Linked DNA regions of Mus musculus: regions 2, 3, 4, 5, 6 and 7 are each linked to region 1. Evidence: chromatin contacts called from public HiCAR-type and promoter capture Hi-C data. All regions are on one chromosome and are shown on one strand. Each heading gives the region's core, a stretch centred on a gene start, on an enhancer-like site or on the middle of the called end of the contact. The rest is flanking DNA. Distances are from core to core; before and after follow the strand shown. Region 1 holds the start of Mpdz (multiple PDZ domain crumbs cell polarity complex component). Region 2 holds the start of Cer1 (cerberus 1, DAN family BMP antagonist). Region 3 holds the start of Frem1 (Fras1 related extracellular matrix protein 1). Region 4 overlaps Frem1 (Fras1 related extracellular matrix protein 1). Region 5 overlaps Frem1 (Fras1 related extracellular matrix protein 1). Region 6 has its middle 24 kb from the start of Gm11269. Region 7 holds the start of Zdhhc21 (zinc finger, DHHC domain containing 21).

Evidence for each region. Promoter capture Hi-C pulls out the DNA fragments that hold promoters and counts their contacts. HiCAR-type assays count read pairs that join an accessible place to other places.
Region 2: a contact with region 1 is called in a promoter capture Hi-C map of embryonic stem cells, with 4 times the contacts expected there. The contact joins the promoter of Cer1 here to the promoter of Mpdz in region 1. A contact is called at or near these places in 14 of 39 promoter capture datasets (the 3T3-L1 cell line, 3T3-L1-derived adipocytes, the C10 cell line and 9 more).
Region 3: a contact with region 1 is called in a promoter capture Hi-C map of cranial neural crest. The contact joins the promoter of Frem1 here to the promoter of Mpdz in region 1. A contact is called at or near these places in 1 of 39 promoter capture datasets (cranial neural crest) and 1 of 115 datasets of contacts at active chromatin or transcription factors (astrocytes).
Region 4: a contact with region 1 is called in a promoter capture Hi-C map of hippocampal neurons, with 10 times the contacts expected there. The contact joins the enhancer-like site here to the promoter of Mpdz in region 1. A contact is called at or near these places in 9 of 39 promoter capture datasets (the 3T3-L1 cell line, cranial neural crest, embryonic stem cells and 5 more), 1 of 115 datasets of contacts at active chromatin or transcription factors (embryonic forebrain) and 2 of 9 other capture datasets (adipose tissue and embryonic stem cells).
Region 5: a contact with region 1 is called in a promoter capture Hi-C map of hippocampal neurons, with 5 times the contacts expected there. The contact joins the enhancer-like site here to the promoter of Mpdz in region 1. A contact is called at or near these places in 7 of 39 promoter capture datasets (the HPC-7 cell line, cranial neural crest, hippocampal neurons and 3 more).
Region 6: a promoter capture Hi-C map of liver shows a contact between it and region 1, with 7 times the contacts expected there. The contact joins the enhancer-like site here to the promoter of Mpdz in region 1. A contact is called at or near these places in 5 of 39 promoter capture datasets (the C10 cell line, embryonic stem cells, hippocampal neurons and 1 more).
Region 7: a HiCAR-type map of astrocytes shows a contact between it and region 1, with 6 times the contacts expected there. The contact joins the promoter of Zdhhc21 here to the promoter of Mpdz in region 1. A contact is called at or near these places in 5 of 39 promoter capture datasets (the 3T3-L1 cell line, cranial neural crest, embryonic stem cells and 1 more), 3 of 115 datasets of contacts at active chromatin or transcription factors (astrocytes, embryonic forebrain and stem cell-derived neural progenitor cells) and 2 of 9 other capture datasets (adipose tissue and embryonic stem cells).

What each region holds. Positions count from the first base shown.
Region 1 is chr4:81,440,650-81,444,225 of GRCm38.p6, forward strand. It overlaps Mpdz (multiple PDZ domain crumbs cell polarity complex component), which reads right to left and starts at 2,166. Exons shown (of 47, transcript NM_010820.3): 1 at 1,987-2,166.
Region 2 is chr4:82,883,127-82,886,883 of GRCm38.p6, forward strand. It overlaps Cer1 (cerberus 1, DAN family BMP antagonist), which reads right to left and starts at 2,025. Exons shown (of 2, transcript NM_009887.2): 1 at 1,451-2,025. The coding sequence starts at 1,957.
Region 3 is chr4:83,050,201-83,053,747 of GRCm38.p6, forward strand. Frem1 (Fras1 related extracellular matrix protein 1) reads right to left here and starts at 1,966. Exons shown (of 37, transcript NM_001198811.2): 1 at 1,701-1,966.
Region 4 is chr4:82,932,417-82,935,998 of GRCm38.p6, forward strand. Frem1 (Fras1 related extracellular matrix protein 1) reads right to left here. Exons shown (of 37, transcript NM_001198811.2): 26 at 3,556-3,582; 27 at 2,445-2,589. The region is part of intron 2 of Gm33260 (a long non-coding RNA gene); the gene reads left to right. Among named protein-coding and RNA genes, the nearest start is that of Gm33260, 11 kb to the left of the region's middle. Within about 2 kb of position 2,070, at least 58 of the 459 cell types and tissues checked have an H3K27ac peak or open chromatin away from gene starts, as enhancers often do. A contact at or near this core is called in adipose tissue, embryonic forebrain and hippocampal neurons, where this site is marked.
Region 5 is chr4:82,989,217-82,992,629 of GRCm38.p6, forward strand. It overlaps Frem1 (Fras1 related extracellular matrix protein 1), which reads right to left. Exons shown (of 37, transcript NM_001198811.2): 13 at 2,191-2,358; 14 at 1-47. Among named protein-coding and RNA genes, the nearest start is that of Frem1, 61 kb to the right of the region's middle. Within about 2 kb of position 1,950, at least 5 of the 459 cell types and tissues checked have an H3K27ac peak or open chromatin away from gene starts, as enhancers often do. A contact at or near this core is called in hippocampal neurons, where this site is marked.
Region 6 is chr4:82,666,119-82,669,445 of GRCm38.p6, forward strand. No RefSeq gene overlaps it. Among named protein-coding and RNA genes, the nearest start is that of Gm11269, 24 kb to the right of the region's middle. Within about 2 kb of position 1,308, at least 2 of the 459 cell types and tissues checked have an H3K27ac peak or open chromatin away from gene starts, as enhancers often do.
Region 7 is chr4:82,858,025-82,861,598 of GRCm38.p6, forward strand. Zdhhc21 (zinc finger, DHHC domain containing 21) reads right to left here and starts at 1,649. Exons shown (of 9, transcript NM_026647.4): 1 at 1,466-1,649.

The DNA.
Region 1 (3,576 bases), core at 916-3,415:
CCTACTATCTACCTTAGATATTGAAGGCACCTGGTTAATTAGCAGTGATTTCTCCTCCCCACTTTTTCTCCCAGGGAGCCCCCCTTAAAATTATATAACTAATTACAATATAACAATTTTGCCATACTAGTTTCTCAAATTTGTGTAAATACTGCTTAGTAAGCAAAGCTTAAACTTAAAAGAGAAAAATACCTTTCTTATCAGCAAACTGATGCTTGAAACAATGCAACTATACCCAAGGATAGTTACAACCTAGTTATACCTAAGGCCAAATGTCTATTTTTACAAACCCACTGAAGCCACAAACATCCCTTGGACAATCTAGGAATCTTGGATTAACTAAGAACTCATCTGTTTCTTCATTCTTTAGTGTAGAACTTTCTCTGGGAGATGGGGCATTTACAGTACTTGGAGTCATATCCAGTCCAGTATGTTAACTCTGCCTTAAAGTATCTGATGAAATTCAGAGGATGTTAGCCATATTATAAATGTAAAAAGTGGAGCCAACCTGCAACTCAACTCAGTCAAATCTATGAGGATAGACTTAGGATGTAATCTGCAGAATGGTCTTTCTCTAACTCAGGTCAGTTACCTTTGCAGCAACTCACTGTTGCTCAGAAGGTTCTAGACCACCCCCCCCTCAGTCTTACCTCCAGAACACATATCCAGGATTTCATTTGTAAACCATTTTGCGTACTTTAGTTAAATGTTGAAAGTGCTAACCAGCACTGAATCAATGCAAATTTGCATTTCTGAAATTATCTCTCTAGTACCTTCCAACCTGCAGCAAAGTATGTTGTATAGATAGCCTTTACTCCCTCAAGGTGTTCCCTATTTAAAAAGCATCTGAAATGCAAAGACGCCCGTAGGAATTCAGTAGATCATTTTCTGGGTGACAGAATTTGGAGCACCCTAAAAACAAACTTAACTCCCTCACCAAACCACCATCAGGGTTCTGTGGTAAAATTAGAACGTGGTAAAGGAAGAAAGAAAACCAGAAGAAACTAGAAGAATCCAAGGAAGAAAGGAATGCATGAAAGACACAGCACACATATGCACTATTATCAATATGCTGAAAAAAAGTCCCATCAATTTTTGCTTATTTTTTTTAAATGGGGTGAGGAAGATAAGACAAATTACAGAGCCTTCCTCTATCCATAATAGCCCAGGTGCACTTTTCCAAAACTTTATATTAGAACTTGAAATTAAAAGCGTTCAAAGTTTAGTTTTATTAAAGTTTTAAATGTAATTGCTATTCTGGATTCTATCAGCCTCTAAATCCGTAATAAACTACATTGGATAATTTGATCGTTGTAAAATCTTCATCATCTCTTAACAAGTTCTACATGCAAAAACCTCCCAAACCCCTAGGACCAATCCCCCCCACACACCCTGTTCCCAGATCATTAATTTATGAAGGGCATCCTAAACGAGGGTCTATGGACACACAAAGGTGATGTCAACTGCACAGCTGTCCTACAGCACAGGATGAGGTGGCCTGGGCTCAGTTCTCAGATTCATCCCCTCAGGACACTAAAACAATACTGAGAGGAGTTTTCCCTCTGGCTGGTGAAGTCGCGGTCCTCTTATCTGATGCTAGAAGGAAACCCCAACCTTCGCCCGCAGGCCTGCGTATCCTCGGCGTCCTCCCCCCGCAGAGCAGCCCCCTCGCGCCCGCCCCGGCTGCCACCGCCCCCTCCTCCTCCTCCTCCCCGCCGCCAATGACCCGGGAAGGAACTGCCCAGTCCCCGAGTCCCTGGAGAATAAATAGCAGCCCAGAGAGCACCATCGCGCCCCACGAAGCAGGGCTCAGACACAAAGCGCCTCCCGCACGCTCCCCCACCCCCACCAGGCCCGGGCCCTCCCGCACTCCCCGGGCCCGCGCACAGCAACAGGCGCGCAGGCCGCGCGGAGAGCACGGCGGGGAGCGCGCAGCCCGGGAAACTTCCAGAGTCCCGGGGGCAGGGCTCGGGCGGGGCCGCTTACCGGGCTCGGCGGCCTGGCGGGGATTCCCGGGGTGGGCAAAGCGCTCGGCTCCTCTCCGCTGTAGTCGCGGCCCTCGGAGCGCCGTGTGGCGCGAACGCTCACGCGTGGCCGGAGAACCGGAGCCCGCGGCCGGCCAGCCTTGCTGCGCGCGGACCAGCCTCCCGGAGGCCGCGGGGCTGCGGGAAGCCGTGACGCCGGCGGGGCGCGCTGGCCAATCAGGGGCGCGGCCCAGCCGCCGCCGAGATGGAACGACCGGCGCACGGGCCCGGGCCCGCGTGGGTGACGGACAAGCGCGAAGGCGGCGGGGCGTGGGGCAGGCTCCTAAATGTGACTTCCAAAGGAAGTGCCCTTTTTTTAAGTATAGCGTTTCACACATATTGACGCGAGAAATACTTGCACTCCAGTGTTGCTGATATTTTATCAAAAACTTGAATTGGGCTAGGAATGTAGTTTTTGTGTTTTATGCTCCCGGCCCCTGCATTGGTAGTCTCTAGTTGCAGTTCTCCTAGTTCTTGGTGAGGACTGCCCTCTGCATTCGTGGCCTCTTGAGAAACGAGGTGGTCAAGGGAAGTCCTTTTTTGAGAAGTTACTTAGCACATCAAGATGCGTTCTTAGCCTGGTGAGACAATAAAAAGAAAAAAAGCAGCAAACTCCTCCGGGAAAGTGCTCAGAGTTGTCTGCTACTGGGAATTGGGGTGGGAGGGAATGCCCCTTTTCTGTTTTGTGACTTTTACAATTGTCTTTCTGTTGACCTCAGCTCTGGAGTCCCACAGTCTATCCCCAACCCCACACCCATTAAAGAAAATACAGCTCGCTCGCTCTTTTTTCTAAGTCTAATATTAGAGTGAACAATTTAAAACTCTCAGACTTTAAAATACAAGAATTGCGTTGTAATTTTATTTTGTCTAATAAAAAGCGATTTGCGTTTCTCTAACATTTACTAAATATTAAAGGAGGAAGCACGTGAAATGCACAAGAATGAAAGTGTTACCGTTCAATGAAAATTTTTGCTTGCTAATGTGAGTTGATTAAAGTGGATTCAGTGTCTTGGGTGGAGACAACACAGGGCCCAAACCTTCAATTCCCTTGGTTCCGCAAATATGAATCAGCATAGATTTGACATGCAGGAAAATGTGAACTCTGACTGGATGTCTTCAGAATGTGTGGATATGAGTCAGTTCTAGGATTTTTGAAAATGAAGATGTAGTTCGTCTGAGGGACATTTCATCCCATCTTCTCTTCCTCCCACAGTGCATTTGTGGGAATCTGTTCTATCAGGCGTCCCATCTTAAAACCAAACACAAAGGTAAAGAGAAGGGGCTAGGGTTAGGGGTAGGGATGGAGAGGATCTATCCACAGTTCTGTCTCTACCCAGTGTGTTCTTGATCACAGCTGCGCAAGAGACCCTTACTTCTGGGCCTGTCACTGCTCTGACAGTTGTCTTGGTAAGGGCCTTCTACTGCCTAAACTCATGGGGTGTATTTCTCATCTCATAGTTTGTACTGGCTGGTTTTGTGTGTCAACTTGACACAAGCTGAAGTTATCACAGTGAAAGGAGCCTCCCTTGAGGAAATGACTCCATGAGATCCA
Region 2 (3,757 bases), core at 775-3,274, 1.4 Mb after region 1:
TAACATGAAAAACCTCCCACTAAAAACAGCATACTTAAAAAAAATCTAATTCTAATCTAAAGTATCTCATCTAATTGAATATAACCAAATGGAGTCAAGAAGCCATAATGGCAGCTTTCTTATTTAACCACCACATCTTATCTTTCTGTTACCCATAGTGCATTGCACACAGCAGCTTCTCAATAAATACTGGTCCGTTAATCAGCAAAGACCAGAGAGCAGGAGTTGAATTCTGTCCTATTTCGCTTGAGCTGTGCAGCGTTCAGCACTCTAAGTGGCAGAATCGCGATGCATACACCACCTTTACCACCTTCTCAGAACCCCATACACCCAGTCTTATGTGACTCAAACTCAAAATATGACTCAAACTCCTTAATTTTAATCTAATTAGCAATAGAATTTAAAAGTAAGAATTTCAAAGGAAACTTGATTGCCTGAGTCTTAGGAGCAATTTTCTAATTCCACATGGTCCAGCAAAGTGGATATTACTTGATGACTGACCCGTCATTGCTACACAGGCAATTGCCTTAGAATACTGCCGGCTTAATTGGGCAGTGTTACTAGACTGTAAAATTTTAGTCTCTCCCGCACTGTTTCTGGTTCTGTTTCTTCTTGACGCAGTTTCTTTATTTTATTTTAGCATTTGGAAAGTAGGTGTTGTCAGGAAGGAAAGAGAAGTAGAATGTTCCTCTGTCTAATCATGCAGAGCCGATCGCTATAAATTAGCCAGCACGTGTTAGGACACGTCAAGGAAATTCCTGATTTCATATTAAGATACTTTTTAAAAACCAATGAGAAACATAACTTCCACTCTAAAGTATGGTTTGCCATCACAATGCCAAGAAATGATAGTGAGAATCTCAACATAGAGTCCCTGCAGGAACATTCTAAGCATCAAATAGTTTTAGCAACAATTAAAGAAAGCTCTCCTGAACCTGTAAAGTAATAAGCTGAGTAGCAGAGATGCATGCTGGGGTATCCCGGGAGATGTCCAACCTAGCCCCCCTCACCTCCAGTTGGATTTGCTTGCTTTACTACCTATCCTCATGAGTATGGAGAGAAGCTACAGGGTAGTTCAGGCAATTGCTCTAAATTCCCAGTTTCCAAACTGGGGACTTAGCCTTGCTTTTCTATATGGATGATACCCACCAAATATATACAAATTCAACAATCTTCTGTGCCTTCAATACGGGGACTACCGATACTGAGCATGCTACCATGCTAGCATGAAGCATTTCCATCATGCCAAGAAACACTGGAGACATGAAAAATAAATGAGGGAAATGTGCTTACATTTGGCCACGTCCCACAATGAATACCCAAAGGACTGAATCTGGAACTAGACAAGGCCCGAGCTCTCGCCAGACTCTTTCTATTTTGCCGTTTGTCCTAGCTGTCCAGCTGTCCTCCCTGTCTGGCAAACTGGTGGTTTACCCTCTAGAATGCATACCTGGTTGAAGGGCACAGTCCTGCAGGTCTCCCAGTGTACTTCGTGGCTTTTGATGGGCAGGATGACTCCCTGGAACGCCGGGCCCTTTCTGAACATGAACCGATGCCAGAACCTCTTGGCTTCCTCCTGTAGAGGTGATCTCTCCACTTTCCTCCCATCTGCTGGCTGAGTCACGGCCTGCATCCCCGATGAGACATGATCGCTTTCCACATCCCTTGGGGGGTAAAATTCGGTCTCAGGTTTCTTCCAGAATCTTCCAAGCCTGGACAGCATCTTCCCTCTCTGCCTCTGGCCTTCCCCAGCCAGGCTGGTGCCCATGAGGTGTGGCACGGCCACAAACAGATCCGGCTTGTCTTCTGCCTCCTCGTGGTTGGCCACGTGGAGATCTCTGCGACCCCTTTCTAGGAGAGGAAAGGATAAAGAGCCCTGACTCTGGCAGCCATCCACACATAGGTCTGCCTTCCCCAGAGGCAAGAGAACAAGCAGCTGAACTAAGAGGAGATGCATGCTTCCTGATTCCCAGAGACTGAGGTTAGATTCACAGATGGACGGGCCTAAAAGAGAGGCTCCCTCTGCACGGCTACAGTCGGGGCATCACATATATGCTACCTGCCTGGTAGCATGGGGAGGCAGGTGGTCAGCAGGTGGGCAAAGCAAACACATTAAGTGTTTGCCCACATTACGTAGTGCTAATGATGTCCTGCCTTCACTTTGGCTCTGTGTGTTTAAGGCCCCAGTGAAAGCCCGAGACCCAGGGGGTAATTAGCTGGTGGTTTAGCTGTTGTCTGAGATTTAGGAGTGGCTGTACTGGCAAAAACAACGTGCTTTTTGTCTGAACTCTTCATGACTGACATTAGAAGAAGAAACAGACTCAGCTCACATTTGCTGCACATCTGCACTGAGTTGGGGTAGAATAGACACGGAATAGGAGAGAGAGAGAGAGAGAGAGAGAGAGAGAGAGGGAGAGGGAGAGAGAGAGAGAGAGAGAGCTAAAGATGTCTGCCACAGCACAGTGGTTAGGAAAGCACATTAGCTTTGTTGGACAGGAGCCTTCTATGCCTTCTCTTGTATCCACATGTGGATTGAAGCTGTTGGTCACAGCTGCCTTAAGGGAATCATTTTGCTTATCCATACAGGGAGACTCACAACTCTAGAGTTAATCCTTTCACATTAGGAAACAAACACTGAGTGCCAAATTTCACAACTGGCCAGAGATCAGTAAACTCTTCCAATTGTTTACAAATTTCTCCACAGGATCCCAAGTGACCTACAATGACATCTCATCAATCAAGGAGGATAATGGGCCCCTCAAACCGCTTTGTCACTATTATTATTTTCTTTAACTTTGAGGCTTGAGAAAGGGGAATACAAACCAGGCCTGATAGATTTGGGGGTGAAGCTGCACCAGTGTGTGTGTGTGGGGGGGTGGTCGGGGTCCTTACCCGACTGAATCCACATCTTCTGCCTTAGTTCCAAGGAACTGGTGATCAAATTCAATAAAGATCAGATTCAATAAACACAACCCTTCAGGGATCAGGGGAGAAAATGGCAATTGAAATTAGCCAAGGGTACAAGAAACCTATCAATAAAGAGAAACCTTGGAGTTCAGGTGTGTCCACCCAAAATGGCCTCCCAATGGGAAACACAACACAGTTGCTTATCTTTCTTCCCCCTTTAATTTAGTCACCACATTCCTTTCTTTTGCTGGCAGAGATAACATGCAACGAATCCTCTTTTGTTTAGTATGCAGATTTCTCCCCACAAGTTCCCCACTGTGAGGTCTTTCCAGGCATTTGTGTTCTTGATTGGCCTTGCTGAGTTCTTTGAGACAAAGCCTTGCTTGAGTTATTTTATAAATTGTGTTTAAGTGGATTATCATTTTACTAAAATTCTAAAACATATATGTTTTACTTGTTTCAGAGGTCCATGGTGACTTTCCTAGTATTCCCTGACAGGCTGCCGACCCATACCGCCAGAACATTGGTGTTCATCATTTATTTTAAATAGTCTCTTTAAAACCTTACCCGATACTTGAATGTCTTAGTTGCCCTCAGCAGTCCAATGCAATCTGCTCTCCAGAGCAGCCATTAAGTCTCCTGGTAATAAATACGGTGTGAAAGCCAACTAGGATACATTTCCTGGTGGCTTAAATCCCGTGGCTGTCAGTCACACAGGGTCTAGCATGTCCCAACTAAGCATTAATCCAGGGAGTCTACCTGGGGTCTCAGCTTACCTGGTTCTGGAATTACTGGCTATTGGATATAGTTGGAACAATTTCTGTTGAACAGACATTTATAGAAGACTTAC
Region 3 (3,547 bases), core at 716-3,215, 1.6 Mb after region 1:
CATATGTTGTCACATGAAGGCTGCAGCATGCCACTTCATGTTCAGTCACTGAGAGTTGGCCTAAGACAAACTCAGTTTCTAGGAATAGGCTCCAGCACTCTTCCAAGAAACCCAGCTTCCTTCAGCCCAGCTTGCGTCACAGCCTCACAGTATCACAGCATCCCCAGGGGGTGAATAGCACCCCCAGAAGGAAAGTTTCCAAGACCACCCTAGCTTAGCTGTGAGGCTGCAGGCAGGCTGTACAGCCCAACACCTAAGAATGTGGTATCCCATGACCCACACACAAATCACTTCACTCATGGCAACGGAGAGGTAGACCAAGGGGAAAGGAGGTGAGAAATCTGGTTAGAAAGCCCGGGCTTGACAGGCAAGAACGCAAGTTTAGGTTGCACCCAAGGCCTGTTCAGCATCAGCTTAAGCTCAGGCTTAGTACTTGGACATGAAGTCTGATATTAACCAAGTGCCTGACAAGAACTTAACTGCCGGGAACAGTATGCAGAATGCTGACTCAAGTGCTGTGTCACCTATATCAGATTGACCTGACCAGAGGAGATTCCTGGCCCCATATTGAGTCTAAAAACCTTTGATGGTAGCAGTTAAAAATCTGTCTTCTCACCAAGTTTCAAAGAAGTCAGCCTCTCTCTCTCTCTCTCTCTCTCTCTCTCTCTCTCTCTCTCTCTCTCTCTCTCTCCTCCTAAGAAAGTGTTGCTATCTATGTTCCCCAAGCTAGCCTTGAACTTGTGATCCTCCTGCAGACGAATGACCCAACTAGCCTAGATCCTATCTTCATTAAGTTTTGAGGATCCAGAATGAAGAGTAAGTCCTTTTATCCCGTGGACAGGCACACGGAGATGCTAACAGGAAACTTCTCAAGCTTTGGAAGATCCAGGAAGGTCGTGATCTTGCAGAGCCGAAGCTTGAGGAGCAGCTGGGTCTCCCCTTGGGTCTGCAAAGCAGCCCTGAAAAGGTTAATCTCTCCAGCAACATTCCCTCCCACCCACAAACACTAACTAGCCCTGGAGATGCTCTAAGCTGTGTAACGTCCATCATTCATCAGCACCGAATGCTAGAGTAAACAAAACAAAACAGAACCCAGAAACTAAAGCTAAATGGCTTGAGAGCGATTTCTGTGACCCGAAAGGAAACTGCCCCCCAATTATTTACTTACTGCAACACTGAAGCCTCTGGACCACAGCTCAGCCTAAACACCAAGCGAACCTCAGAACAATGACTCTTTGCCTTTCCTCGCTACAAACCAAGGCTCACACTTTAAAACAGCGAATGTAATTAGGCCCTGCAAAGGTTCCCAGAGACCACCCATGCTCTAGATCTTTAGACCCTCGGGATATTATCTGTCCTGTTAATTTTACCTCTTCTCTTTTTGCCATTTCCTTTAGCTAAGAGAAAATAAATATTCTAACTTCAGGGAAATTTTCACAGAAATGTAAAGCGGTTATTCCCTTGATGAGTGCCCCTGCGGGTGGAATCAGAAGTTATGTGGAGGCAGGGAGGCCAATTCCATCCCTGGTATTTGGTTTGGTAACATGCAAGCGCCGGCCTTCTGAGTTAACAGATTTAAAGTTTTGCAAGCTGCCAGGCAGCCTTCTCTCACTGCCGCTCACAGCTGCCCACCTCTGGGACACTTTGCTAACAGAGCCTTCACAGCTGAGAGCCAACAACCGCGGGAAGCAGGTACTTACAGTTCCTGGTTTTCTTTCCGAGCCAAGGGCTGGCCACCCTTGGAAGTAGAGGGCTGGATGCTAACCTGGTAACAGCCTTAAAGAGTTGTCAGAGGAAGAGGAAGCTAAAACATCCCATCCAAGGAGGAGAGCTGAAATTCCAGTCGTTCTAGTCAGCTGAGTTTAGGCTTTGTTTGTGCTAAAAATCCTTTAACCCGCACAAACAAATAGGTAGAGAATTGGAGTTCCCAAACACACTGTTTGCAGGTCTCCTCCAATGCCGCTGTGGCGCTGAAAACTTAACTTCCCCAGTGCCAAGTTTCTGGACTCCCCCAGAGAAGGGCGTGTTAAGGAAGGCGTGGCAAGGATGCCTGCAACTGTTTGCAGGGAGCCCGACCTCCCTGGCGGGGAGCCTCAGCTCCCATCCCTTCTGCTGGTTGGTCAGCGGGGACAAAACTGAGCCTTTGTTAATAGGTCGGGTGCTTTCTTCCCAGCTTCCTTCCTCAGTATTAACACTGGCTGAGCTGAGGCAGTCTCTCCCGACAGCAGCACACACACACACACACACACACACACACACACACACACACACACACACACAGAGGCAGGGATTCACTCTGACACCCGTGCACAAAGCCTCTTGCTGCACGAACACGTACACACACCGACTCTGCAAACACACCTTTCCTTGCGCCCTTTTTTCATGGAAGCGGCCCCAGCTCCAAAAGGTCCATATTCACATTCAGAGGTCACACTCAGCTTTGAGAAGGGGTGGGGGAGGGGGCTGGCCCTCTTGAACTTTTCTCATACTCTTTAAAGGAAAAGACGCAAGAATGAATCTAGACTCTACGAGTCTAACTTGTAATAGAAACCACTTAGCTCTTCATTTATGAAGTATTTCATCTGTCTGTCAGTTCAGGTCTGCATCAAGAGATACCCTCTTGATAATGATTCTTTTGGCTAGTTGCTTAACAACTGTATAAGATACTGCTTCCCTCTATTTTATTTCTACCAGAAGGAAAAGCAGTCTCAAGCAGCCATCCTTGAGAAGTTGGAGCAGGACCTCGCTAGGGGAAACAGCATGAGGAGACTTGTTGAAAACTTAGCCCAAAGCGCAGGGGAATGCAAACCCAAAAGACTCAACACAAGGGGTGGTTTGAGGATGGGGGTAGGGAGACAAGAGAGGGTATGGGAAAGAACGGACACGAGGCACATGAGATATATGATCCACAAGGCAATCATGAACCGCGCTGTTTATTATGACAGAATAGATCGGTCCAATTCCACATGGATGTTCTGACAACACTACCAGTCTTCCCAAGTTGGGAAGCAGGGTAGAAAAGAAGGAGGAAATTACAGAGCAGAAGGGCAAGGGAGGGATAGGGAAGGCCAATAAAGAGGAAAAGAATTTTAAAATTTAGCAATTCTTTTGCTTTGTAAACCATGCTTTGTAGAGACTTCCTTAACGCAGGTGCAGCGCACACTTGGCAGGAAGTCGCTGAGATCCTTCAAGACGCCTTTGCTTCCACTGCAGTGCGGTGAGTGTGGGTGGGGAGAACTTGAGGAGTAAGCAGGCTCCTTATAATGAGCGCTAGCCAGGCACAGGCCTTTAATCCCAGCACTCGGGAGGCAGAGGCAGGCGAATTTCTGAGTTTGAGGCCAGCCTGGTCTACAGTGAGTACCAGGACAGCCAGGGCTACACAGAGAAACCCTGTCTCAGAAAAAAAAAAAAAGAAGAAGAAAGCCATAAGGTTAGCGCTATGAACAGACACAAGTACAATGCAAAAGCAAATACAAGGTAATAAATATAAACAAATCTAATATGAAATACAAATACAAAGTAGTAAACAAAAACAAGACAAAAACAA
Region 4 (3,582 bases), core at 820-3,319, 1.5 Mb after region 1:
CTGGTTGTTTTGTGACGACAAAACACTATTTAGAATTTTGTTTGTTTATTTGTTTTAAAGCCTCCCTCTCTTGTCCCCTTAGTGTGCGTGTGCGTGTGTGTGTTCAGAAGACAGCTCTTAAGAGTTGGATACGGGGGCAGGGGGTGTATGTTGGGGATTTAGCTCAGTGATAAAGCATTTGCCTAGCAAGCGCAAGGCTCTGGGTTCAATCCTCAACTCTGGGAAAAAAAAATTTAAATTAAAAAAAAATAAAAAAGAGTTGGATAGGGAAGTAAACTCAGGTGTTCCGGGCTAAACCCGCACCCTGTTTGTTATCAGAAAAATGTGTGTTTAGTTTCAGGAAAGAAAACCAAACCAAAATCCGTGTCTGCTTGGGCACAACTATTCCGCTCAAATACCGAGACAACGCAGAGCAATGTTTACTTCCATGAGCCCCCTCAAAAGGAAGTAACAGACAGGATGCTGGGCCCAAATCTGAGTTATTTTTGAATTATCTGTCCGCGGGCATCTTTCTTCACGGGTTTGAGCCATCTCCAGATGATAGCGTCATCTCCAGCATGAGCCTATGGAAAGAGATCTCTGTACAAGGATGCCTATGCCAATCTCAACCAGTCTCCTCAGAAGCCATAGCGCTGTTAACCACGTGATAATGACTCGACTGTGACTAACAACAAGGCTTGTAAAGGGTTCAAGTGTGGCGAAAGCTAGTATCATTGCTGGGGGTAAATTCTGTCACTCACACCATGCTGGCTGGCTTGCGGAGGGCCAAAGGTTTGTACTCACTCAGGGGCAGAACTGAGCAACACTGCATTTCAGTAGAACCATTTTTAAACGACTATAAGGCTGAGTGAAGTCAATTTGTTAACAGTTTTAGAATGTAGTCAACTATTTTTCTTGAAAATAACGTCTTTTCTTTTCTTTTCTTTTCTTCCTTTCTTTCCTTCTTCTTCTTCTTCTTCTTCCTCTTCCTCTTCCTTCTTCCTTCTTCCTTCTTCCTTCTTCCTTCTTCCTTCTTCCTTCTTCTTCTTCTTCTTCTTCTTCTTCTTCTTCTTCTTCTTCTTCTTCTTCTTCTTCTCTTCTTCTTCTTCTTCTCCTTCTCCTTCTTCTTCTTTTCTCTTAAGGTAAGTTATCGCTATCTAATCTTTAGCCCGTGATCTCCAGGAATCAGTTCCCTTAGGCAGAGGCAGTTTAATGGGTGTTTATAGCTTCAGGATTTTAAGTCCAGATACCTGGTCTTCCTTGTTCGTACCTGATCCCTAACACCCAGTGCTGTGCGCCTGGCATATGGTAACCACGGGACCAACATCGTCTGTGGGGTTATTTAATAAACCAGGCTGAGGGACTGCACTTGAACAGGCAAAAGAAGCCGCATCAGAACGCATTTCTGAGACAGGATGTCTGGGTTTGCTAGCAATGGCTGTAGCACTCTCTGGTGGCGAGTGGTGAAACTACACTACAGAATGAGGACACGGAAAATCCAGCCCTGAGAACATTTTCTCAGTTTCTCTTCCCGTTCACAATTCGACATAGAGGGAGCATAGTAGGGCTGTGCTCGTTTATGCTATTATTTATGTCTTGGATATGGTGAACACAAAATTTAGAACGAATTAAATGTTCTCTGAGGCGTCTGGGAAAGGCAGTAAATAACGAAAACGAATGCAGCAGGAGAAATGGACGGATGGACCTCATTGTGACCATCTGTCAGCCAGTAAATTATTCAAGGTCTATATCCAGAAGCATCTGGGAAGGAGGCACAGTCACTGAAATTATCCTGCTCTGTTAATCTTGTTAATATCACAGATTTGTTCTTGTTATGGCCACTATCCTACATCATATATATTTGTGTTTATAAATATCACTTAATATCCCCTCTACTCTATTTTTGTTTATACTATCTTCTTCTTGCCTATAAGGCTTGTTAACTTACAGAGGCAAGTGTTTTCTTTCTTTCTTTTTTGTAAGAAAGAATATATTTGGCTGCTTCTTTCTACTTCATCCCACCCCCACCTCCGTCCCCACCCACCATGGCTCAGAAGCCAGTCGTGACTAACACAGTCCTAGAGTGACCTCTGGCTGCAATACGAACACACACAGGCTTTGAGCTCAGTCCTGAAAGGCCTCCAACAGTCACTTCCCAGGGTGTGAAAGGCGATGCATTTACAACCGTGATAAAAAGGGTGCTGTTTGCTGAGCCTTTTAGTGCCTTTATAATCTGGGAACTACTGGTTTCTCCATCATCTAGAAATGATACAACAGAAATCCCCTCTCCAAAATAAATTGCATGAGCCTATGAAATAGTCCATCAATTTACCCTATTAATTGTAAAGGTTTACCCTGTAAACATTTACCCTATAAACAGTGAAAGACCTGGTATGGAAAAGATTATTTCACGTTCTTAATCGGATAAACGTGACATGCAGAGCCAGTGAATAATGGAAAGTTACCTCTGGGGAGTGGCAGTGTTCCCTGTGGGGTCCATGGCCTGAAATTCCAGGATATCGGAAGTCACTTGCAAAGAAGGGTTTATGATGTAAAGGATGGTCTTATGGCTTAAGTCCTTCTGGCTAAATCGCTCGTGGATGAATTCACCTACAAGCAAGAAATAGATGGATCTCTCATGGATAATCAAATCAAACATCACTTGAGAATTAAAAAACCACACAGCTGTTTTGTTTCAAACAGATTTAAGGAATAGAGTGCCGGGCTGGGGGTTCTATTCAGGCGGTAGTACTTGCCTAGCATGCATAGAACACACCCAAAACCCTGTATGGAGGCATACACCTGGAACGCTAACACTTGAAATAAAGAGAAAGGATGATCCAAAGTTAAAGGCTGTGTTCTACTACATATCAAATTTGAGGCCAGCCGCTACCTGAGACCTTGTTTTAAAGAGAGAGAAAAAAAAGCCAAAGTCCATTTAAAGAAAATTAGCATTGTTGCACCCATGCTCAGATACAAATAAGATTGACTCAAATTCCTCTTTAAGTTTGCTTTGCTTTGGAGATACTTGCCTTATAATCCTAAACTAAAGAGAAAGGGAATGGGGAGTTAATAAAACCTGTCGCCTCTGCCATCCTGTTTAATGAGTTGTTGTGATCATTGCCTTCCTGAAGCAGAGCTAATATAAAATTTAGCAAAGCTATTAGGGGAAAAACCATATTTTTAAAAAAGCAGATGATATAATTGGGGATTCATACTAGGAGAAAGAAATTAATCTCAAATATCAATCTCACCCTGGCACTGTGTTCTGAATAAAACACAACATGAAAATAAAACAAAATAACAAGTCAGTGAAGAGTTCAGCTACTGTGTGTCAGGAGCTGTTTCTCCTTATGAAGATGAATTTAGAAGATTCAGCTTCAAACCCCTATTAGCAACAACATTGATTTATAAACTGAGTCTATCAGCAAGCCCTAGGGAGCACTCACCAAACGGGCCTACCTACACTTACCTGAGTTCCTCTTTAGCTCTGCCAGCAACTAGTAGTTTAAAATGAGGACTTACAAGGACTGAGATGGAAAGTACACCCGCCCCCCCAAAAAAGATGGAAAGTACCTGTTGTTGTGTTCTCCAGACGTCCGT
Region 5 (3,413 bases), core at 700-3,199, 1.5 Mb after region 1:
ATGGTGCACTGACCGCCCTCGACCACTCTCAGGGTGTTGGTGAATACCTAGAAAGAAGGAAGGAGACATTCAAGACCTTGTTCCATGAGGTATCCCTGAACACAGAGGTCATTGGATCCCTAGAAAGCATCCGGTACCATCTTCAAGGGCCAAGTAACTTAAGCATGTTTCTAAGGAGATTGATCCACAGCTGCATAAATTGTCTAAAATCATTTTAATTGAATTTCATTTTCCATTCCAAGTGTTGACACATACAGACACCAAGACAGACCCCTAACTTGGAAGTGCACGTGCTTCAAGTGTCTCGGAGCCTCTGTAGCAGAATCAGCAAAGGGGACAGAGCCACGAGGAACTGAGGGAATAACGCCCAGCTTCATTCACTCAACCTTTGCCAAGTGCCTCTAAAGGAAAGGATCCACCTCTCTCGATTTTTAACCCTAAAAATTCTTTAGAACTTGGGAAATTGATGAGGACTCCACTCTGTTTTGCAGTGAGAACTGGGAAACTGACGGCAAGAGAGTTACATCCATGAGACTATTTCTTTTACAGTAAGTTCAAATATTAAAAGTCTGAGGCTTCATAAGGAGCACTTTGGAGTCTCCAGGTTTGCATGGTGTCAACATGCCCTAATGATTGCTGTCAACGCGGTTTCATATTGTACTAACTCAGTTTCTAATACTCTCGGTTCTTTGAAGCACTATTTCATTCGTCCCTCGCCTGTAAACGAGAAGTGAGTGTCCACCATAGCCCGAAGACCTCCATCTTCTCTCAAATGAAGGTAACTCTTCAATCTGCCTCATAATTTCCTCACAAAGAGCATATTTCTTTGAGGTTAGGCTGTTTTGTTTTCTCAGCAAGTGTTATAGGGAAAGCTTTGGTTTGGTTCAGGATCTAAAACGTGTGAATGGAAAAGGAAGGTCTAACTGAAATCTAACCACGTTCATTCCACAGCTACTCTGACTTATTTTCACAAGAGTTAGGTCAGGTCCCCAGCAGGGAAGGAGCCCCAGATGGAGTTAATGTAGATGTCATAGCTGCAGCTCGTCAACACTTCTTCAAACACAGATTGCAAGCTTGAAATCTTGAGAGATTGGGCTGTTGTCACAGTGAGTGTAGTGCCTTGGTGGGGACTCTGCAACTTAACAGTGCAACCTGCCTTGTATCCATGGTACCTGTGGCTAAGTGCTGGGAGAGCTCTATATTTTCCAGAGAAACCCCAAGTCAGCCTTCTTAAGAAACCTCCTGACTCTTCAAGGTTCACAACTTAAGAAATATTATTTATACTTGTTATTATATTATTTATGATATTATATTATAAATATAATAATATTATTTAGACCCATCAAGCGATTTTTGCACATTAAATAAGTACCTTCCCTTGGGCCTTACAAGAAGCAGTATGTTGGCTGACCCGAGGCAGGTACAGCAGTGCTGGACAACCAGGAGAGAGAGCGTCAGGGTTGGCTATATTCTCATAGGTAGATAACAGGGAAATTCACCCTTTTCCTTGGAAAAAAGCTAGGAGTGCCTCTAGTCCCCTGGTCTGTAACAAATGGGGGATAGTGGCCCTTTGTCTTTCCACTTTTAAGGGGGAAAATTCCAATAACAGTCATACTAATCAAGTATAGTAGTCTGAAGTGTGTGTGTGTGTGTGTGTGTGTGTGTGTGTGTGTCTCACATTAGGGGGTGGGTGTTCAAAAAAAGATCTCTCAAAGTAAAACAGCCTCAGAGAAGACATAGTAGGTAGCAAGGTTTTTATAGTTTGGTTGTAAGAAAAACCAAGGCTTCTTAAGACTTCCATGAACACTGAGCAGTGGCACTGGGTAAGAAGAAAGGGTAGCCATCCTACTTCATTTTGGGAAATTAAAAAGCTTCTTTGGAACACACAGCAGCATAGCTGGCCTGCAGTGAGAGCAAATAGGTTCTTCTGGTTGCTAAGAGACTCATCATTTAATCTCCTTCTCCTGATCAACAGCCGGAGCTCAGCAGAATGAAAGAGGTTTTGACAGGCTTTGAAAACAATGCCAAATTCAACACTGAAAAATTCTCACCTTTCAGATAGGAAGTCCCACGAGAAAAAGAGTCTCCCACCCACACCCACCCCTTTTTAATCTATACTGCAGCTAGAGAATGAAAACATTACTCTTTCTCTCTCACTGCTTCTGGCCCACCATGTCAAACACCGCATACCTCGGGAACCTGGTTGTCCACTGGGAGAACTGTGATGTTGAAGCAGATTCCATGCAAAGCACCTCCATGCTGGTTACTGACAGACACTGTGAACTGCACATGTCGAGGGGAGGGGCCTATATCTTGCATGGGTGGCATGTAGGCCACTTTCATATGGTTCACGGCATGCTGTGAAGCAAATTGAGATGAACACGTGTGCTGATTTGCAGAGATCAGAATCAAGCCCTCCAACAATGTTAATTGATATGGAACATGATAAACATCACTGTAGATGGAAAGATTCCCAAGGCTCTATTCTGTAAGGCACATTGCCTACACATAAGAGGAAATGGATGAAGTCAGAAAGTATATCAAATGATGGAGTCCAAGAACCTCTGCAAATGTAAGCTCAGACTTTACCCTATTCTGCCCTGCAGTTCTATACTAATACAAGCTGTGTGCGCCTGCTATGCCCCTGTTTGCATATTACTAAAGTTGGTGAAACAGTAGCACTTAGCACATTTACAACTTGTAATTGTGAAGAAACCAGACGTAATTAGCCCCAAACCACAGATGTCTGATGCCTGAACATTCATATACCAGACTCGTATTGGGTGTGCAGAGGAGGAGAGCTCACTGGACGAAGCAGGGGGATGCTGAAGGATTTGGGAGAGTGGTTAAGTATTATGGAATGAGCTGCATCCCCAGAAAATGACATACTAAACTTGGAATTGTGAATGTATTTAGACATAGGGCCATTACAGATGCATGTAGGGGGGAATTTTTGAGTAATGTGGGTCCTCAATCCAATACAACTGGACCCCTTGTAAGAGGAAGAGACAGATGGGGGAGCCTTGACTGACAGAAGGCAAAGCTGAACATGATGTAGCTACAAGCCTGGGAATATATTAAAAAAAAACTGCTAACGAAGCACTAGATGCTAAAACACACGGAGGGAGAGATGTCTACAGGGCTCAGAAGAATACAACCAGCCAATGCGACAATCTCCACACCTCCATCTTCCAGAGGTACAGGGAAAACAGGGCCTCTATTCTGAACTACAAAGTGTATGGTATTTTGTTATGGCCACAGTGGGAAACTAACACAGTAGACAAAAGCATGGCCTGCATAAGACACTAGACATACCCATGGGTCCTGAAGTCAGTGTCCTGTCACTGGCAAAATGATGCAAAGCTTATGGATTTACAAGAAATTTTTAAATTACATTCAACTTGATGACACCT
Region 6 (3,327 bases), core at 58-2,557, 1.2 Mb after region 1:
TAACTCAGTTTAAGCCTTTGTTTTAGATTCTAGGAAGTTCGGAGACAAATGTTCTCGTGGCATAAGTCCTGTTCATGAACTTTGCTCCTGGATTTATCTTGTTATTGTCCCCTGCCCAACTCTCATTGATATCATCATCATTTCTACATACATATTTTGATAACTACTTTCAGCAATTTTTGGAAAAATTTAATAATTTATTACTTAAAGAAATGAATGAATGCATTGATAGATAAATAGATAGATGATAGATGATAGATGATAGATAGATAGATAGATAGATAGAACAACATACATATGTTCCTACATCTTTAATGGTTGCCATGTATTGCTTCCCAAAGGAATCCACCTCTAGACTCAAGAGTGAAAGTACGCCAAAAGCCACCCACTGATTATCAGACACTCACTAAGCACATGCAATGTACCAGATTCCATTCATGGCTAGCAACACATCCTCGGTCTCTGGGATCTTGTGTCTATATGGAACTGTTCTAGTTAGCTCTAATCACTATATCAAAAATACTATGTACTGATGACTATAGCAACAGGAATCTGTGTTTTCAGCTTTTGGAGGCTAGTAATTTAAGTACAGGGTGCCAACCTAGCCAAGGTATGGTGAGGGCACTTTCCTTAACTTGCAGGTGGCAGACCTTTTGCTGTGACCTCATGGCTCAAAGAGAGTGAGAACCAGAAAGAGACAGAGAGACAGTACATGTACACACACACACACACGCACGCACGCACGCACGCACGCACGCACGCACACGCACACACACAGTGGGGGCGGGATGGAGAGGAAGAGAGGTAAATAAGGAGGGAGGGGAAGAGATCTTTCTCTTTTTATAAGGTGACAGTTATTTCGAGTAAATGTTCCACCTGATGACCTCATAAATCCTTAATTACTATCCCAAGATCTTTTCACCAGCACCAGTTACAGGAAGATTAGGACTTTAACATTCAGTCCATAGCACCTGGCACAGTTTCCACCCTCCTTCTCGAACTACTACTTACCCATTTCAGGAAGGAATGACAACTGGAAAATGGAAAAAAATCAAAGATTGGCCTGAGCCAATCACACATGGCTCTTTGTCCTCCTACCTCCCCCTGCCAGCCAGGTGATACCTCAGCTAACGCCACTTATATCTGTGACTTACCAATCTGAACCTTAGGCCTTATAAATCTTTAGATAAATATATCTTCTTTTTGAATTGCCACTCATAGCCAATCTCCTCAGCTATGTCAGTGCATGCTTCACAAGTGACGAAGAAGTTCAGTCAGGAGTCTTAGGGCAGGATTCCTGGCACTCAGGCCTCACCACATGGTCTAAGTGGGAAACCTCTGGTCTGGAAGCCAGGGCAAATCCAGAGAACATGACCCAGTTCAGCCTTGAAGAGCCTAGACTTCCAGACAGGTCCAGAAAGGAATAGTAGGGCCAGGAGGACTTAATTCATGTTTCCAAACTTCAGTTTACAAAAGAATCACCTTAAAACTTGTTTAAGAAATAAGAGGTTCCCAGGCACCATGCCCAGATCAAGTTCAGTTAAGTATGGGGTGGGCTCCGGGCATTTGCTTTGCTTGTAGCATTCCAGGTTGTTCAAATATAAGACTCTACGTGTTGAGAAATGTTGGATTAAAATCACCATGCCACCCAATGTTCTTATTGCTTTGATCAGTGGGGTCTGAGAGACAAAGCATGCCCAGTTACTCCTGGGGGACTCTTCAGGTGTGCATGGTGTGGGGCAAAGGTCACCTCACAGCCCACATAGCCTCAAGCTTCCTAGAGCATCAATTATCATTGCTGATCTAGGGACACATATTATTTATTGAAGCAAAGAAGAAATACAAACCAACAACAAGCTGCCTTGGACTAGACCTCTAGTTAGATACTCTTTCTGCATTCTCTGACTCCAGTGGAGAATCTGAGACTCTCAGTGGGTGGCAGTAAGTGTATCCACTTGCTGTCCTCGTGTAATGTAAGCAAGGTGACATGTGTCTCCTGGAACTGCTGTAGGCATACATAGGATAATGCTGGGTAAACCCAGCCCCCAGTCTGACATTCTAAAATGGTCCATAAATATTCATTTTGCCTCCGTGAGCGAAGCTCCCAGGTTATTAGGAAACTGGCTTTTTGTCTGCAAGATGAAAATTCTCAAAGAACTTACAGAAAATGGTTTTAAGCAACAATCATGCCATGCACATGTTAGTAACAATGGTAGGTAGATGGTGTGTTGAAGTTTATCTGAACATAATGCCTGAGAAAAAATAAATGAGACACGGTACAGGAAGAAGCCCAGCAAGTAGATGTCTTCCCTCTCCTGTGCCCCCATCATTCCCACCTGTTGTGTGGATGATTTTGTGCCTTTTAAATAAATTCCTTGGAAAGCAGAAAATGTCTCTGCAGTCATTTCTTCATTTTATTATTTAACTGAGATTAAAACAATCTGTGAGTAATTTATGTGTGATCGATAAACATAAAGCTACAGAAGAAGCAGAAGACCAACCCAGATCCTCTACTGAGGGCCAGCCACTATGCTAAATTTTTATGTACTTTTTCAGGGCTATTTTATACAAATATAATTTTTTAAATAAAAATAATAGTTATGTAACACCTGACTTTTGTGCTCAGCTTTTATCGTATGAAATGCCACACATTTTAACATGTATGCATGTATTATTTTGTGCACACACATTAAGTGTGTGTGTGTTGGACTTTTTTTTGTTTATTTGGTTGGTTGGTTTTGGGTTTTTTGAGACACAGCTTTCTAGTGCAACAGAGCCCTGGCTGTTCTGAACTCACTCTGTAGACCCGGTTGGCCATGAATTCACAGGGATCTGCCTGCCTCTGCCTCCTGAATGATGGGATTAACAGCATGAGCCACCACTGCCTGGTTTGTGGTTTTTTTGTTTTTTTTTTTTTTTGTTTTTTTTTTTTTTGAGATGACTCTCATAATCTGTAACTAGACTAGCCTGAAACCCATTATATAGCTAGTTATTCTTGCGTTCATAGAAATCCTCCTGCCTCAGCCTCCCCATTGCTAGGATTCCATGTGAGCCACCATGCCACTCCTCTTTCCTGCTTTACCAAGTACTCTACCTTAGTGGATGCCACACTGCTCTCTGCTTTCTAAGTAGCAGCACACTGCACACTATCACTTTTGCATCTCACTAATAAACACTCAGGCTGTTTTTCGTTTAGGTGGATTTACTGCAATTATTGCTACAGTACTACAGGGGATATGAAAATGAATCTCCATACATATGACTATATGTATCTGAAAGTGGATCTATAGTAGCAATTCCTCAAACTGAAATAGGGACCATTCATAA
Region 7 (3,574 bases), core at 399-2,898, 1.4 Mb after region 1:
ATGACCAACTGATTTCTTTTTGTCTGGATCCTAATGGACGTACCGATACGTAGGTACTTAGGTATTTAAATTTTCGTAAGTAAACAAAGCTTGCTTAGACATCAATTTCTCTTAAACATGTACACTGTGTTTATTCTAGCTACAGCTCCTTAAGTATTAACAGAGCTCTCCATAGTTTGAAGACATCTAATATAATTCTGCTGTTTTACAGTCAAATTGAATTCTGGAGGTCTTTCTTTTGTTTTTTTTTTTTTGTTTTGTTTTTTTTTTTTTTTTTTTTTTTTTTGGTCATGAGGTAAATGTTCACCGTGGATCCTCCTCACCATGTCAAAAGGGTGTTAAGTTAAAAGCAGACATTTCCCAGACAGACATGAGAAAGCTTGAAAGATCACCGCTTAGAAAAACGTAGCCTGGCTACCTAGTTGTATAGATGAGAAAATAACACTGGATCCCTGGCCTACCCATGACCCCATAGCTGGATAGTACAGAAACCAAAAGCGAATCTGGCTTTTCTGTCTTCAACTCCAAACTGTATCTGGTTTTTTTTTTTTCCCCCAAATGATTTCATACCACTTCTCCTCTTCAAAAGCCTTACTACTGAGAGGGCACAACTAAGGTGGCAACAGGGTACCCTCTGAACTTTATCCGTGGATCTCAAGCTCTGGAAGAACTTAATGAGATACTGCACCAAACCCTTTCATCTAGGAATGGCACACACTAAGCAGTCATCAAATGGTAACGGCTATCATTATCTTTTACCACAAAGTAGGGAGTGAATTTGGGGTCGGGGGGGGGAGGGTGAGGGGTATGCATATTAGCAGTGGGTGGAGGACCCATTGGACAAGTCTTTTAAACTTACACTTAATTACCCTTATTTGCCCTTATTTTGGGCTGAAACTTTACACTGATTTATGACCCACCCACAATGACCTTGATTTTTACCCAGCCCCTCCTGTACTTTTATGAACTGCTATATTGCAGTATTTTCAAGTAATGACCGGCCAGGTCCTCTTAGCCCTGGAGATACAAACATCTTCCACTGACTCATACGGTATCTTAAAATGTGACCCAAATACATCTCGAGAAAAGACCATAAATTTTAAACGACCAGCGCAGGTTACGTTCAGCGAGTGATTACAGGGAATGGTAACAAGTGCAAAGTGCTGCCATGCGGAAAGCCATTTTCTCAAAACAGCCGGTGCGGCCGGCCGAGGGAGAGGAGGGAGAAGGTCAATGGAGGTGCACGGTTTTCTCCCAGAGGGTCCTCTGCAGCTCCGCACCAGCGACCTCGAAATGAATGAAACGCTCGGTCACGCCGACAGCCCGGGCCCCGGGGGTGCAGGGACGCCAGAGTCCCGGGGAGAACTCGGCGGATTTCTCTCCCCACCCCAGCCCATTCAGGGCCGCGGTCTCCGGGAGGGATGCTGCATGGCAGGTGCGGGACCGCCCGCCGGCCCACACTCACCGCCGCCCGCTCCGCCGCTTTCCACTCGGCTCCGCGCCTCCGCCGCCCAGGCCGGGCCGCAGTCCCCTTCCGCTTCCGGGAGCCGAGGCGCCGGGACCGGCCGAGTGGGTGTCGGCATGCCCGCGCGCCCGCGCGGAGGCACGGCCGCCGTCGCCCTCTCCGCTTCGCGCCCCGGAGCTGCGATGGGAGCCGCCGAGGGCCGAAAGACCTGAAAGCGCTCGCAGCCCAGCGCTGCGCCCGGCCTACCTTCGTCTAACCTACCTGTGCCTCCCCGCCCTGCATCCCGGCCCTGCCCAGGCGGCCGCACACGCGTGTCCCCACACCCTCCCTGCCTAGGACCAGCCTCAGCCTTAAGCAGTGCTCGCTTCCTCCTTCTGTCGGGGAACAGGCCTCTCTCCCCAGTGACAGCTATGGATTTTCCAATGTTACCTTGCTTCAAAATTTAGTCTGCAACATTGACATCTTCTGGGATTCTGGAGAGAATGCAGTCTCAGGCCTGCTCATTCCGTACCTGAATTTTAATTCAGGATCTGGAGGTGACACCTATCAGTGCACCCCAAAGCAGCAGTGTTCATCTTTAGGGCCTTCAGACCCTCTTTTGGGATACCCCAGCCATTGGAGGTTTTTCCAATTCTTGTTGGCAACCTAAATCCGCATTCAAATCATTTTTAAATGCATTTCAGATAATCTCTATAAATTGTCAGCGCTCCAATCAGTGACACCTAGGAAAAAAAATTAATGAACGCAACAGCTCAAATAACCCATCTCCCAATCTAAGCTGTTATCCTCACAAACGCCTGAGATACAATAATATAATATAAATATAATAATATAATATAATATGTTATATTATATATAATATAATAATATAGCTTTTTGCACGTCACTCCTAAATAGTGCCGTGGAAAAGTTTATACTGTATGGAGATAGCTGGTTATGCCTACATGTCCCAGAAGAAGATCATGTGTGGATGGGAGAGGAATTCCCTGCTGTAGGAAGTCTGTACTTCTTGTTGAATGGTATTGAGAGCCTTCCAGAACAAACTGTTCCCGGTGGTACCTGTTACTCAGGTCCTGGGACGACAGCTGTACTAACTCTAAAGTTACCTTCAACTAGCTTGTTCCATTTCCTGACAAATCCCCTTAATTTCATTCCCCTTAAAAAAAAAAAATCTTCTACTTCCCCACTGATAGGGGCAGGATAGGAAGACAAAGAAAACAAGGGAGTGTGGGAAAGGGGGAGGCCTCTCACGCGGAGACCTAGCTTTCCTCCTGGCTGTGTGTCAAGAAACATCAACACAACCACTAAAGCCAAGGCTGTCTCCAAGATAGTGCTCATTCTTCCCTCTACATCTCAAACAACAGTGTCACAGTCACTGTGGCAGCTACTCAGGGCCAGGGTGATTGCAGCCTTGACTTTAACCCTGTTAGCAGTACTCTCTCAACTCTAAATCTAAACAGAAGCCTCATAAAACCACCTGACAATCTTCTTTACAAAAGGGGCGTTCTTTAAGATAAGAGAAATAAGTAAATCATGACTTTCCTTTATTTTTAAACTGTTCTTAGTTCTTAAGCTTTGTAAATTACATCTTTTGAGCAAGTTAACTTAGCTGCAGAATTATATGTGTATGTATACATATATACATATACACATATATGCACATATATGTATATATTGCATATGTGATATATATACCATAAAGACTCCCAGCATAACTGCTCGCTCTTGCTCTTTCTCTCTCTCTCTCTCTCTCTCTCTCTCTCTCTCTCTCTCTCTCTCTCACACACACACACACACACACACACACACACACACAAAGTCACGTCTCAGATGTGTACTATTGTCCTTTCCTCAAGACAGACTGGCTTCCTCTCTTGTGCTTGTGTGTGTGTGTATGTGTGTGTCCTCTGTCCCACAGTCTTACCTGTACTTGGGCTTAAATCTGAAGTTTGTGTTGTCCCTTATCGCTACTTAATAAATTCACTTTGCTCTGACTCATCCTTAGGTTCTTTTCTGAATATATTTCAAGATCTAGCTTTACCTTCCTGAAGATATGAATGACAATGTTGGGTCACATTTCAAACTCAAGACCATCCTCCTGTCTCAGGC